3 separate regions of the Sus scrofa genome follow, and all the other regions are linked to region 2. The links are chromatin contacts, called in public Hi-C and HiChIP or PLAC-seq maps. All regions are on one chromosome and are shown on one strand. Each heading gives the region's core, a stretch centred on a gene start, on an enhancer-like site or on the middle of the called end of the contact. The rest is flanking DNA. Distances are from core to core; before and after follow the strand shown. Region 1 overlaps PPCDC (phosphopantothenoylcysteine decarboxylase). Region 2 holds the start of C7H15orf39. Region 3 holds the start of LOC100156967 (cytochrome c oxidase subunit 5A, mitochondrial).

The links. A called contact is a pair of places that touch in the nucleus more often than the background predicts. HiChIP or PLAC-seq counts read pairs in DNA pulled down with a chosen protein or histone mark.
Region 1: an H3K27ac HiChIP or PLAC-seq map of alveolar macrophages shows a contact between it and region 2. The contact joins the enhancer-like site here to the promoter of C7H15orf39 in region 2. A contact is called at or near these places in 1 of 5 promoter capture datasets (fetal liver), 20 of 47 Hi-C or Micro-C datasets (adipocytes, alveolar macrophages, blood and 9 more) and 2 of 2 datasets of contacts at active chromatin or transcription factors (alveolar macrophages and skeletal muscle).
Region 3: a Hi-C map of liver shows a contact between it and region 2, with 4 times the contacts expected there. The contact joins the promoter of LOC100156967 here to the promoter of C7H15orf39 in region 2. A contact is called at or near these places in 1 of 47 Hi-C or Micro-C datasets (liver) and 1 of 2 datasets of contacts at active chromatin or transcription factors (alveolar macrophages).

Annotation. Positions count from the first base shown.
Region 1 is chr7:58,525,863-58,530,455 of Sscrofa11.1, forward strand. It overlaps PPCDC (phosphopantothenoylcysteine decarboxylase), which reads right to left. Exons shown (of 6, transcript NM_001243368.1): 4 at 4,180-4,308; 5 at 616-784; 6 at 1-195. The coding sequence ends at 110. Among named protein-coding and RNA genes, the nearest start is that of PPCDC, 21 kb to the right of the region's middle. Within about 2 kb of position 1,574, at least 27 of the 83 cell types and tissues checked have an H3K27ac peak or open chromatin away from gene starts, as enhancers often do. A contact at or near this core is called in alveolar macrophages, fetal liver, liver and 1 more, where this site is marked.
Region 2 is chr7:58,388,699-58,393,249 of Sscrofa11.1, forward strand. It overlaps C7H15orf39, which reads right to left and starts at 1,419. Exons shown (of 3, transcript XM_021099036.1): 1 at 1,233-1,419.
Region 3 is chr7:58,621,714-58,625,978 of Sscrofa11.1, forward strand. LOC100156967 (cytochrome c oxidase subunit 5A, mitochondrial) reads left to right here and starts at 1,256. Exons shown (of 5, transcript XM_005666147.2): 1 at 1,256-1,528. The coding sequence starts at 1,423.

The DNA.
Region 1 (4,593 bases), core at 324-2,823, 140 kb after region 2:
CAGCAAATGCAGGGAGTCTTCACCCCATTTTGTCAAAGGCCACCTTCTTCACCAACTTGGCCTGAAAACATGCTGAGTGCGGAGGGACATGTGTGACGGAATCCCGGGTTCAACTCTGCTGGAAGCCACCGTGCTGGAAGAGGACTTCTTTCACTTTGTCCACAATGGTGCCCACCTCAGCCATGGCCCCCAGACCTGGGGAGCAGAGCTCTACTGTGACCCTGCAGACTGAGGCAGGGGACCATTCCCCACCCACCCCACCCAGTGCTCCCCAGTGCCCCACCCAGAGCCCGAGGCCTGGGAAGGGCAGGACCAGGGCTGAGCCAGACCCATCCAGTCCCTCCCACGAAACCCTCCGGACAGTCCCAGGAATGGTTACAGTAGCCATCTGAACTATGTGGGCTGCATGTCAGGGAAGATGCGAGGCATTTTACTGTCTCATTTAATCCTAACAACTCTGACAAGGAAGAATTTCCATTTCCATTTCCCAGATGAGAAAGCCGAGCTCAAAGGAGAAGGGTTTTACCTGAGGTCACAGCAGACTAGGATCTGAAGCTGAGCCCTGCCCCAGCCCCAGGCCGTAGGAATGAGCTGTGAGCCTGGCCAGACACCCACCTTGGTCTCCACAGACCAGCTTCTTGGCCACACAGGGGATCTCGACATAGCCGAAGGCCTTGAGCTGGCACACCTGCTGCTCAGTGAGGGGGTGCTCCCACATGGCAGTGTTCATTGCTGGGCAGAAGAGCAGGGGCTTGCTGCGGTCCCAGGCCCGGATGACACAGGTCTGTGAAGAGGGGGGTGGGGGGACTGTGGGCTCAGTTTGCTGTCTGTGGAGCTGTCTCAGCCTCGGGGTGGGGCCATGTCCCCTGGTCCTCTCACCTCCCCACAGGCTACACACAGGAGATGCTCTACCAACTCTGGCAATGACCCAGCCACTTCTAAGCAGACCTCTCCTCCTGTGCAAACAAGGCTCCCTGTGCCCAAGCAATGTCTTCCCCAGAGCCGGCCCTTGCAGACAGAAGCAGCTCACAGAGTCCTCAGTGCCGTGAGCTTTGCAATCACGTGGACCTGGGTTCAAATCTTGCTGCGCTATCTGCTGTCACTAGCCATGAGAACTTGAACACTTGTTCCTTCACGCCAGGAGTCTCAGCTTCCTCTCTGCAAAAGCCCCCTCACCGAGCAGTCATGAGGACAGAGGGTGTGTGCTCACTTATAAAGCTCTTCGCACAAGGCCTGGCACAAAGTATGGCCTCCAGAAATAGTAGCTCCTGTTATTATAACAAGGATAGGGGTGTCTCGGGGAGAAATAAGCTCTGAGTCCCCTAGGAATGTGCTCCCCTGGGCTCTGACTGCTCCAGGTGCCTCTGCCTGGGCTGTGGACCCTTTAGGGAGATAGCGGCTGACACACCCTTTCCCTGAAGTGGATCCTGTCTGGGAAAAGAGGGGGAGTCCAGACAACAATGCCACAAACAGGCCAGAGAAAATGCCTGTCCTTCTCAGTGCCCTTGCCCTCTCCTAGGACAGGAAGGAAGTGGGACAGCACACAGCCTCAGGATCTGGCTGCTTGCGTCGTCCCAGACACCAGTGTTTGTTTCCCACCCAGTCCTCGTAATGAGGCAACCAGGCTATGAGTGGACAGTTTCAGTCCACACTTCCTCTTGGCCACGTGCCACCTGCTGCTTCTGTGGAAGTCATGAGCATCCCTAGAAGAGCCCCTTGACTGTGTGGGAGGCAGAGGCAGGGCTGGGGTTTCTAAAGGCGCTCAAAGCAAAACACACCAGCCAGAGCACAAACCCAACATCTCCATGCCCCCCCACCTCTCTAGCTTTTCCCACCCCATCTCAAAGCTCAGCGTTTCCTGGACAAACCACAGCTCCTCCAAACCTTCCAGCAGTAGGAGGGCTGAAAGGAGGCATCAGTTCCCACAGTCACTTGTTTGGCCAATGTTGTGTGCAGCACCTCAGGCTCTGCCCCTGGGAATCCACTTGGGTGAAGAGAAGCCCTGGATCCGTGTCAGAAGACCAGCTCCCAGCTGGACTGGTGACCCAGGAAAGTCACCTTCTCTTTCTGGATCTGCTGCATTACTGAGAACAAAGAAGGGCCAGAGGACAGATGCACCTCACCCAGGCCCAGGGCCCAGAGATTGGGAGCACAGGTTCATGCCTAGCACGCTGCCCTGATAGCACCCCAAGTTCTGGATACTGGAAAGGAAGAAGACCTGAAGGAGGGAGGAAGCAGGGCAAGTGTCTTTGGGGGTTATATAAGGAAAAAATATCTTCTGAGAGAAGACAGAGCCACAGATCATGATGGCAATAGTTTAAACTTTATAAGACTTGAAGTTCTTTGGAGTTCCCGTCGTGTCTCAGCAGAAACGAATCTGACTAGCATCCATGAGGGCGCAGGTTCGATTTCTGGCCTCGCTCAGTGGGTTAAGGATCCAGCGTTGCTGTGAGCTGTGGTGTAGGTAGCAGATGTGGCTTGGACCCCACATTGCTGTGGCTGCGGTTATGGCATAGGCCAGCAGCTACAGCTCCTATTCGACCCTTAGCCTAGGAACTTCCATATGCTGCGGGTGCAGCACTAAAAAGCCAAAAAAAAAAAAAAAAAAAAAAAAAAAGCTCTTCAGTTCTTTGAAGTATTTGTGCCTTCAAATGCAACCTTTGAGGCCAAGGGCCTCGGGGCTCATCTTGAGAACATGATCCATTGCGCAGCCAACTCAGTAGGAGGGAAACCCTAAAGATTTCAGGGAGTGGTGAGCTTTGAAGAAAAGAGGAAAACAGCTTTCAGAAGGAAGGAAGGAGACCTCACAAAGTTGGCCAGACCGGGGCTTAGCTCCTGGAGGTCAGTGTGCTTTGTCACATCAGCTGGCTGCTCGCCAGCCGGTGGGAAGCCTGGAGATCTGGTGAGACGGTGCTGGCTACACACAACACTCAGCCAAGAAGATGAAAGTGGCCGGGAGCCTGACCTGCTCCAGCCGCCCTGCCAGCCTGGCACCAGCCCCACTGGGAAGGCTTCTTGACAACATTGCCCCTAGGCTCGCTCTCCTCTGTGCTCCTTTGCCCCTGCCCTACAACACGATCTGTGTGTTGCTCTTTTTCTGATCACCTGTGCTCAATGATGCTTAAATCACCAGCAGCTCTTCAAGAAGTGCCTTAAACACCCATCAGCAAGCATATGAGGAGACAAACCTCCTATCTGACTCCTCAAAACCAGCTCCGTTAGTCACTTTTTCATCATATTCAACTCTGAAAACCTCCTGGCTGTTAGCCAAAGTCAAATTACTAATTACGTCATACATACCATAAGTATTTATTGAATGCCGACTACACACCCAGCACTGTGTAAGGTGTGACTCCAGTGTCCACACACTGTGCAGGTGTGTCACTGTACCACATACCAGAGCAGACCCCAAAACCCTTTCCTTCCAGACTGTGAGCTCCCTGTGTCCCTCCACATGGGGCCTGGTACATGGTCGGTAAGAGCTCTCGGAATGAAGGAAGGGGTGATGGGGGACAGGGAGGAAGGAGAGGGAGGGGATGGCACCCAGCCTCCCCTGGATGTTCATGTGGACAAAGGCTCTTTAAGGACAGCAACTCCCGGGAGGTCCCTCACGCCTAAGCCAATCCACACTCTGGACAGCTGGACTCCTGTTCCTCTCCTTCAGCCCAAGCCTCTCACCCTTTCTCTCTCTTCCTCTTTAAGCTTTCCGTACATACAGGAAACCACAGCTCAGCCTAGCGGCTAAAGCTATAGGAGAGATAAGTGTGTGAGATCCATGAGGAAGTGAGCACGCTTATCAGATTGCCCATGTGGATACCCAGATCCTGGTGAGAAGGCAGAGCCGAGAGGGGCAGGCGACAGGGCTGGGCAGGGAGGCCAGCGGAGAAGCATGTCAAGGGCAGCCCAGGAACTAGAGACAAAGAGAAAGGACCTGAGTGTCGAGGGGCAGGGGAGAGGTGGACACCCTCAGAGGGCAACCTGCCAAGACCTGGCCTTCTGCCACTTGCAGGAGAGCAGGTGAGACCAGATGGGGGGGCGGGGTGGCCCAGAAAACTGTGTCCTGAGCCAACTGGTCCACTGTAAATGATTCCAAGCTGAGAACCCTGCACAGCGGCAGTCTGCGCTCAGCAAACTGGGAGTGAGGTCCAGGGAGGGAGGCATGCCCAGGGAGTCACTCACAAGCAAGTTGTCACAGATGCCACTGGCCACCTTCCCCAGAGTGTTGGCATCAAGAGGAGCCACCAGCATGAGGTCTGCCCATCTCCGCAGGTCAATGTGGAGAACTGGATCGGATCGGCACTTCCACATCTGGCAGGGGAAGGAAGTGGGGTCACCAGGCTGGCCACCCCCTCAGTGTGGAGGGAGAAATGGGGGTGGGGGGAGGGCCAACCCAGAGCAGGTACACTAAGTCAGGAAGGAGAAGGAGACCACCTGAGCAACCCCTCTCACAGCTAAGCTGGTGAGCACCGGCTGTGGAGCCAAGAGCCTGAGAGAAACCAGGCCTGAGGAAACAAACGCCCCTTGTCTCTCTGAGCTATTCCCTTTATGGTTTGGTTTTCAAGAGAACTGACATCTGGCAGGGAGCTCCTGGCC
Region 2 (4,551 bases), core at 169-2,668:
GACCAACCTCTGGCAGGGTCCAGAAGACCCCACCAAAGCTGTGCCATCCCTGCCCTAAGCAGCAGGGGGAGTAAACAGTTCTGTGGCCCCATTGCCTCTTCCACCTTTTAAGGGGTCTCCAGGAGGACATCGGGCAAAAGCAGGAAGAAGAGAGGGATCTTGCCCAGCTGTGGCCAGCGCCTGGACTCTCTTAGCAGGCTGAACTAGGCCCCCTTTCCATGTTCTTACACCTCCCCGCAGCTGAGGCTCTGGGCCCTGCCACCGCTCCAACCGTACCTAGGGGCAGCCCAGGCTCCAGGGGAGGGGGAAGGGTCGTGGGATGGGCTCCAGCCCCTTTCCTCTACCTGCCTGGCCCATAACTCTGTGCCTGGGGCCCTCAGCCGACCTGGCTTTGGGGCTACCGCTGCACCCGACCCCGCCAGCTTCCGGGTGTCCTCATGCCCTGCCTGGCGGCGCTGGGGCGCACGTGCACCCCAGGAGGACGACACACAGGCCTCCGCCACCCATGCAAACCCGTGCCTGCAAGTACGTGCCTGATCCATATCTGCACAAACGGCCCGCCAGAACTGCGTTCTCCCCTCACTCGGGCCCCCGCACACGTGTGCACGCAGGCAGGACAGCGCACCGGGCCCCACGGACCGACACCCAAAGACTGGTGAGAGGATCGGGGCAGGGGGGCGGCCTGGCTGCAGAGACCGGGCAGCCACCGCCTCGGGGCGATCTCGCCAGCCTGGGCTGCGGCCAGAGAGTGAGTCAAGCCGTAGCGAGGAAACCGCAGGGCCGTCGCGTCCCAGCAGGGCGCGTCCAGAGCCCCGCGGAGCCTTAGTGCCTGCGGCCCCCCAGGCCAGCCCCCCGCCGGCCTCTCCTCTCCGCCCGCGTAGTCCACGTGAGCCGGGCCCCGCAGGAGGCCCGGGGGCTCGGCCTGAGCTTCACTTAGCCAGCCCCGCACTAGATCAGGCGCTAGGGCCCCGCCGGAGCTCCACGACGCTACCTGCTCCAGGGGCCTCGAACTCCGGGGAAAGTCGGAGCAGCGGCGCGACCCCTGCCCGGCAGCGCTCCCGCCGAGGGTCCGAGGCCGCCAGGAGCCACGCCACTTCGGCCCAGGCCCAGCGCGCTCCATCCCCGGGCCGGCCGGTAGGGGCGCCCTGGGGCAGCGCCACCCGCCCCTTCCCCACGCGCCGCCCGCAAACTCGGCCCAAGTTTCCGCGCCCGCCGAGTGGGCGAGCTCCTACCTGCACAGTGCTGGGCTTCCCGCTGCTGCTGCCTGGGACCGCGGCCGCATTCTCCAGCGCCAGCGAGGCGGAGGGTCCTTGTCCAGCTCGGCCCTGCGCGGGAAGTCGCGGCGAGCACCGAGCCCGGAGCCACCCTCCGAGCTGCCGTTCGCGCCGCCGCCGGGCGCCGTCTGCGGTCCCGGGCGGGGCGGGCTGGGGGCGGGGCGGGGGCGGGGCGGCCCGCGCGGTGGGGGCAGAGCCCGGCCGTGCCTCTGGGAGCCTGCGCTCCCCCGGGCCCTGGGGGTGTGGAGGGCCTGCGTCGGCCAACCCTCCGAGGCCCCGGCCGCGGGCGCTGTGCACTGTCTGAACCCAGCACACTCCGCGAACCATCGCCCCACGCGCCCGTCACACGTCTTCATTCAGTCACTCAGATCATTCATTCATCGCCACTTTTCTAGCTCTGTGACCTTGTGCCCGCCGCTTGACCTCGTTGAGCTTCAGTTTCCTTATTTTAGTCAAACTGGGATTATCTCATTGTGTCCTAAGATTTAGAAGAGGTTATATTAAAATAACTGGCTCTCAGAGTTCCCGACCCGTCTCAGCAGGTAACGAACCCGACTAGGATCCCTGAAGGTGCGGCTTCAATTCCCGGCCTCACTCAGTGGGTTAAGGATCTGGTGTTGCCTTGAGCTGTGGTGTAGGTCGCAGAATCTGCTTGGATCTGGCGTTGCTGTGGCTGTGGCGTGGGCCTGTAGCCGTAGCTCCTGCTCCCATTTGACCCCTAGCCTGGGAACTTCCATATGCCACCAGTGCGGCCCTAAAATAGCTAAAATAAAATATCTGGCTCTCTTGGCCAGTACAGTTGCATTAGGGAGCCGGAGAAGGTCTCCTTAGTCTGTTCCCTCACCGCAATACAGCAGAGAGGGCAAATTCCAGAAAAATATCTCAAAGCTTGTTAGGGCACCATACCTGATGAGGAGGGGGTGATTTCCCCATCCCTGAAGTGAGCCAGGAAGGAGGATGCTGGAAGTTTTGCCAAGTGGCCTCAGTGGGTATCTCTGAACATTTTTGACAAATCTCCCTCAGTAAGACTGGACTAAGCTCCATGTAGCCACATAGGTGGGTTGGGTTGAGCACTCCCAGGCAGGAACGGTGTGTTACCAAGAGAGGGGCTGGAGGGATGGAAGAGCTGTCTCCATTTGCCTTCTCCAGGCCATCTTGGTGGCCATCACCGAGAAGCTGCTGGGTGCTGTTACCTTCTCTGAAAAACCTAGTTCCTTGCATTTCTTGGGCTGCCCAAGGACTGGGGGCAGGTGTATGCAGTGAAGGAGGAAAGGAACAGGTGGACATGCCAAAGGTCAGAACAAGTTCACGGAGCAAAACCACCCAGGCCATCTGCTCAGATCCCAAAGGTCAGGGCCGCCTGAGTCAGAGGGCAGAGCAGGCCTGAGGCTGCAGGTTCCAAGAATAAGGAAGCATCTAGAGCTGCTGGAGCTGAGCAGGAGGGGCTGGGTGCTGCGGAGAGGAAGAGGAAGTGAAGGTCACCTGGGGCAGCAGAGAGGGTATTAATTAGTTGAGATATGAAGGGCCCTTAGAAATTGAGTTTGGAGAAGGAGCTGGGGAGCAGAGGCTCAGAGAAAATTGAGGCTTTCCCAAAGTCACATAGCAGGCTGGGATCAAGAAAATGCATTTGTAAGCTGATGACTTGGAGTCATGGCCAAGCTTCAGCTCACAGGCTGTTCTTCCTCACTTTTTTTTTTTTTTTTTTTTTTTTTTTTTTGTCTTTTTGTCTTTTCTAGGGCCTCACCCATGGCATATGAAGATTCCAAGTCTAGGGGTCTAATCGGAGCTGAAGCTGCTGGCCTAAGCCAGAGCCAGATCCGAGCTGCATCTGCGACCTACATCATAGCTCACAGCAATGCCTGATCCTTAACCCACTGAGCAAGGCCAGGGATCGAACCTGCAACCTCATGGTTCCTAGTCAGATTTGTTAACCACTGAGCCACAACGGGAATTCCAGTTCTTTCTCACACTTGCTCCTCACTAACACTGCCCTCCCCTCCAAGACACCCATTCCCTGGCCTCCACCCTGGTACTGGGGATGGGGAGGGAGGAGGGCAGTGTTCTCTATTTAGGGTCTGGGAGTCTTAGGTTGTGCGATCAGCTGGCCGGTGTTCTCTCCAACTTCTCTGAGCCTGAGTGGGGCCCACCCAGGCCAAAATGAGCCTGGTGAGGCCCAAGGAGGGGCAGTTAAGAATCTGTGGACCCAAAGTTCCCATTGCGGTGCTGCGGAAATGAATCCGTCTAGGAACCACATGGTTGCGGGTTCAATCTCTGGCCTTGCTCAATGGGCTTAGTTTCTAGTATAGGTCGCAGAAGAGGCTCGGATCTGGCGTTGCTGTGGCTGTGATGTAGGCCAGAAGGTATAGCTCCAATTAGACCCCTAGCCTGGGAACCTCCATATGCCATGGGTGCAGCCCTAAAAAGCAAAAAAAAAAAAATCTGTGGACCCACTGAGTCTTAATTCGGGGACACTTCGCAAAGACGGCACCTCCCTTGTCCATTTCTTTTCGGAATCAGCATCTTGTGCATTCATTTTTGGCATCACTTAAACACCTTAGACTACAAAACACAAGTCACAGGGCAGGGGACTTGGGAACCTCTTTGTAACCTTCTGAGCCTCCATCTCCTTATCTGCAAAATGGGAACTATGAACCCAGGTTAGTGTCCAACAAAGCCAGCATGGGACATTAGTTATAAACTGTAAAAAGCTCCTAGCGTCAGTTGATTGTGAGCTCCTGAAGGCTGTGACCCTGCCGTCTTCTCTTCCCCAAGGGTCATGTGCAGAGCCTATAGAGAGAGGTGCCTACAAGCCTTTGTTGGATGAAGAAAGGTACCCTATACGAGGTGGCTGCAAAGAACAGTGTGAGCAAAAGCAGAGCAGGGATCCGTCTGTGCTTAAATGGGCTTCCTGGGTAGTGTTAACACCGAGCAGTAGCATAGAGAAACCTGGAAGGCAGCCTTCACACCTAAGCTGTTGCCGAGACACACGAGGGCTGCACAGGTCTGTGGGCAGATTGTCCTCCTCTACCCGACCCCAGACACGGCTCCGAGGACAGTGAGGTAAAAGGTCAGCTCCCTGAACTTCAGCTTGTTAGTTATTAATAACAATGTCTCGGCATTCCCATGGTGGTGCAGTGGTTAATGAATCCGACTAAGAACCATGAGGTTGCGGGTTCGGTCCCTGGTCTTGCTCAGTGGGTTAAGGATCTGGCATTGCCGTGAGCTGTGCTGTAGGTCGCAGACATGGCTTGGATCTGGTGTTGCTGTGGCTCTGGCG
Region 3 (4,265 bases), core at 6-2,505, 230 kb after region 2:
CAGCCAGATTCATACCTCCTAAGGCCACACTGCTAGGGAAGAAAAAGAGATCAACACTGATTTTCTGGAGACAGAGCCTGGAGTGAGGAAGAGGAGCTGAATATCCATCTTTTCTTTCTTCAGTGGGTCCAGGGATAGAGAATGAGTGATTACAAGTCAAGAATCTTTACTACTTAACTCTTGGTGGCTGCGAGATAATTCAGGCCTGGGGCAAGCAGGCCCACTGCCCAGGAGCTCAAAATCAGAATGCAGTTACTGAGGCCAGATTTGATATTAAGAGTCTTGGGATTTAATCGACCCCTTCCTGTAGGGACTGGAAGTGGTGGTTTCCCCAGAAACATCCAGGTGAGTCCTGGAACTGGGGATTTGGTGAAAAGAGAGTCAATTGCCTGCAAGAAATCTAATTTCTGAGGCTGTTTCCTTCTCTGTAAAGTGATTGCACTCATATTTTTTTTCCAATTTTTGGCCGCCCCGTGGCATATGGAGATCCTGGGCCAGGGAACAGATTCCAAGGTAATCGCCACTCAAGTCGTAGCTGCGGCAACACCGGGTCCTTAACCCACTATGCGTGGCAGGGGATGGAACCCTGGTCTCAGAGCTCCCAAGACACGGCCAATCCCGCCTGTGGCGCCCCAGCGGGAGCTCCTCCACTCATTTCCTAATGCTTGCGGATTTGTTATACAGGAATATTGCTGTTGATCCCTGTTATGGCGCAGGGGAAAATAATCCGACTAGTAACCATGAGGTTGAGGGTTCCATCCCTGGCCTCACTCAGTGGGTTAAGGATCCGGCGTTGCGGTGAGCCATGGTGTAGGTTGCAGACGCCGCTAGGATCTGGCGTTGCTATGGCTGCAGCATAGGCTGGCGGCTACAGCTCCAATTCCACCCTTAGCCTGGAAACTTCCATTATGTTGCAGGTGCGGCCCTAAAAAGCAAAAAAAAAAAAAAAAGATTAGTTGCTAATAAGATCTTATACACAAGCAGTTGTTTTGCCCCCACTTGTTCTCTTATTGTAGGCTCACACCAGGTGGTAAACAAAAAAGATATTTTTATTATAATTTGTCGTTATTATTGTTATCGTTCCCATTTTGAGGTGCTGGAGTCGCCTCTCGAGCCTGTCCACTGCTGTCCTCTGCCATCCTACCATCCTAGCTCCACAATAGCAGATCTGGTCCACGCCCAGACCCGGGCGGCGGGGCGGGGCGCGGCGCCGAAATGGTTTGTCCTGAACGCGCCGCCGTAGGCCGCCTGCGGCCGCGTGTGGCCCCTTTCCGCCTAGGCGCGAGCGCCGCAGTGGGAGGGCCTCCACGCTCCGCCCGCCCTGCGTCGGTGCGTGAGTTCGGCCCCCACGAGCTTCGAAGCGGCCCTTGAGCTCACACCCGGCTTTGCCTTAGCGTTAACCTGCGCGCCGCCATCGCCGTCATGCTAGGCGCCGCTGTTCGCCGCTGCTCCGTAGCAGCAGCCGCAGTCGCCCGGGCCAGCCCTCGAGGCCTTCTGCACCCCACTCCGACCCCCGGCCCCGCCGCCGGTAAGGCTCCCGCCTGCCACTGTCCGCGCCCGCGTGTCCTTGTGGTGACCTGGGCCCCCGCCGCCATGCGAGGGCAGGCTCGCCCAGAGGCCTAGCCCCTGCCCTGCGGGCCGACGGCCGAACCTGAGGACCGCTAGCCATTCCCGCCGCCGCCGAGTTGTGGAGGACTCGAGGGCGCGTCCCGGGGTCCTCCCTTGGCGCGACTTCCTGGTGCGGGCACCGCGGACCGGTCGAGCGTGGACCTGCTGTGGGTGCACCTCCCGCGCCCACTGGACCTCTTCGGTCCCCGGGCCATGACCGTGCCCTGGCGTTGATCCTGCGGCCACTGACTGGGAGTGGCTACCGCCGGCCTGCAGCGCTTCCGCGAAGGTGACATTGAGCTCAGGGTAGAAGGCGGGAGTGGCCCCTCCGGGGACCCTGGCACCGCCGCCCGCAGCCTCTTCCGAGAACACTTTATACTTCCGTGACTGGGACACAGTGTAGTCTTTTCATCAGGCATTTCTCGTTACCGTTTTGTGTGTCACTTTCTCCAGCCGTTCTTTTATTTTTAGACACTGTTGTGCCATGTTTTAATTCTTCCATCTTTACATTAGATCAGTGTATGTGGTTGTTTCCTGAGGTCTGGAAGAGAGCCTGACTTGATAGGTCTTAGGATAAGAATATTACTGTTTGGAAAACGGGGTACCACAGACCCAGGAGTCCTGGGTCCTACAAACTTGGAGAAGTTTTATTTTTTATTTGTGCTTCCGGCTAGAAGTCTGGTTGCTGGAGTATGAGATGTTCTGCTGATTTCTGTCTCTTATTTTGCCTTCTGCTTAATATGTGTTCCAGGAGACTTTGTGTCCAGCACTGAACTTTTAATTATTGTAAATGCACTTTAAAAAATTTATTGGAATATAGTTGGCTCACAGTGTTGTGCCCATTTCTTGTAACTGCGCTTTGATCTTGGTGCGTGACGGTAGCATATGCTAACGTTATAAAATTTAAACATGCACTCAAACTCAAAACTAATAGTGTTGTTCTTTTGACTATTTAACTAGCGCTTCAGAACCTAAGGAGTTATGTTTTGCTTCGGTTTTGTTCATGTGGATACATTTGGGGGAGGTGTTCTTGACCTCTTGAAAAGAATTGTTACATTTTGTGGCAGGTTGAGGAAGTGGCAGGCTTTCTGCAAACTCTAGATTTAAGGCAGTTCTTTCTCCAGTAAATTTGGACTACTGGTTTATCTGCTAGGCATTCTCCGCACCCTCTTTAGTATAATTCCCTAACAAAAAGCTTTATTTTAGGTATTGTCCCATAGACCTAAATATTTGCCACAAGGAGGCAGTATTGGTTATATTCATGTCAACTGCTTTCTAGCGGTGTGACCTTGGAGGTATTAGTTAAACCTTAAGACTCAGTTCCCTCATCTCTAAAACCAGGATAATATTTAGTAGTTGTGAAATTTAAATGAGATAATATAAACTCTTACCCCTTTCCAGGTACAAATGCTTAAGACATACTTGCTTTATTATAGTGCTTTTCATTTTTGCATATTATAGGTGAGGTTTGTTACCAGTTTGAGACTGAAGAGGTTTTATGCAATTGAAAGTTAAAAAGATTAAGATTTTTGGATGAAGCTATCCAAGGGCAAATGAGAATATACTTGAGAGCTCTGAGGGGGTTAACCTGGATGGAGGGCTTCAAGTTTGCTTTAGATAAAAAACTTAAATTCCGTATTTGCTCCAAGAAATCTTCAGCTTCTAACAGAATTGTTTTCCAGTAACTGCGGGATTAAATAATGAAATATTTTGAATAATGGTTAGATTCTCTAGTCAACCCTTAAAAGTTATGCAATCCTGGCTCCTAATCCTTATCCTGATAGTTTTGGAAAGATGGGAGTTGTTTTCACTTTCCCTTTCTTGTTGCAGTGCCTTTAAGTAGGCACTTTTTATTACCTTCTGATATTTTTTTCTGCACCACTCCCACATTTATAGATTTACAGCCTTTGGGCCCCAAGATTCATGACTGCTCTTAGGTCTTGTACCTCCGTAGCCCTGCCTTTGGGCTTGTTCATGGACACCCTACATTGTTCACCTCTATCCGTTGCTCTTAGATATACCACTACCAAAATGTCCATTCTTTGAGCCATATCTGAGAGTTATTGAATGGAAAACTATCTGATTTAACTAAATTTAAACCAAGGGAATTAATAAGCTCCTTTAATTTTTCTGAATATGTTAGCATTTTATTGTCAGGTAATAGACTGCTTGACTGAATGCCAAAAAGCAGTGTTAGAAATAGATTTTTAGGAGTTCCCGTTGTGGCAAGGTGGATTAGGAATCCAGCGTTGTCTCTGCAGCATTGCAGGTTTGATCCCTGGACTGGTGCAGTGGCTTAAGGATCCGGCATCACCGCAGCTATGGCATAGGTTGATGCTACAGCTTGGATTCAGTTCGAGGAGTTTCCATATGCCATGAGTGTGGCCAATAAAGAAAAAATGTCTTTTTTTTTTTTTTTTTTGGTCTTTCCTAGGGCTGCACCTCTGGCATATGGAGTTTCCCAGGCTAGGGGTCAAATCGGAGCTGTAGCCGCTGGCCTACAGCAGAGCCACAGCAACATGGGATCCGAGCCACATCTGCAGCCTACACCACAACTCACAGCAACGCCAGATCCTTAACCCACTGAGTGAGGCCAGGGATCAAACCAGCAACATCATGGTTCCTAGTTGTATTCGTTTCCGCTGTGCCACCACGGG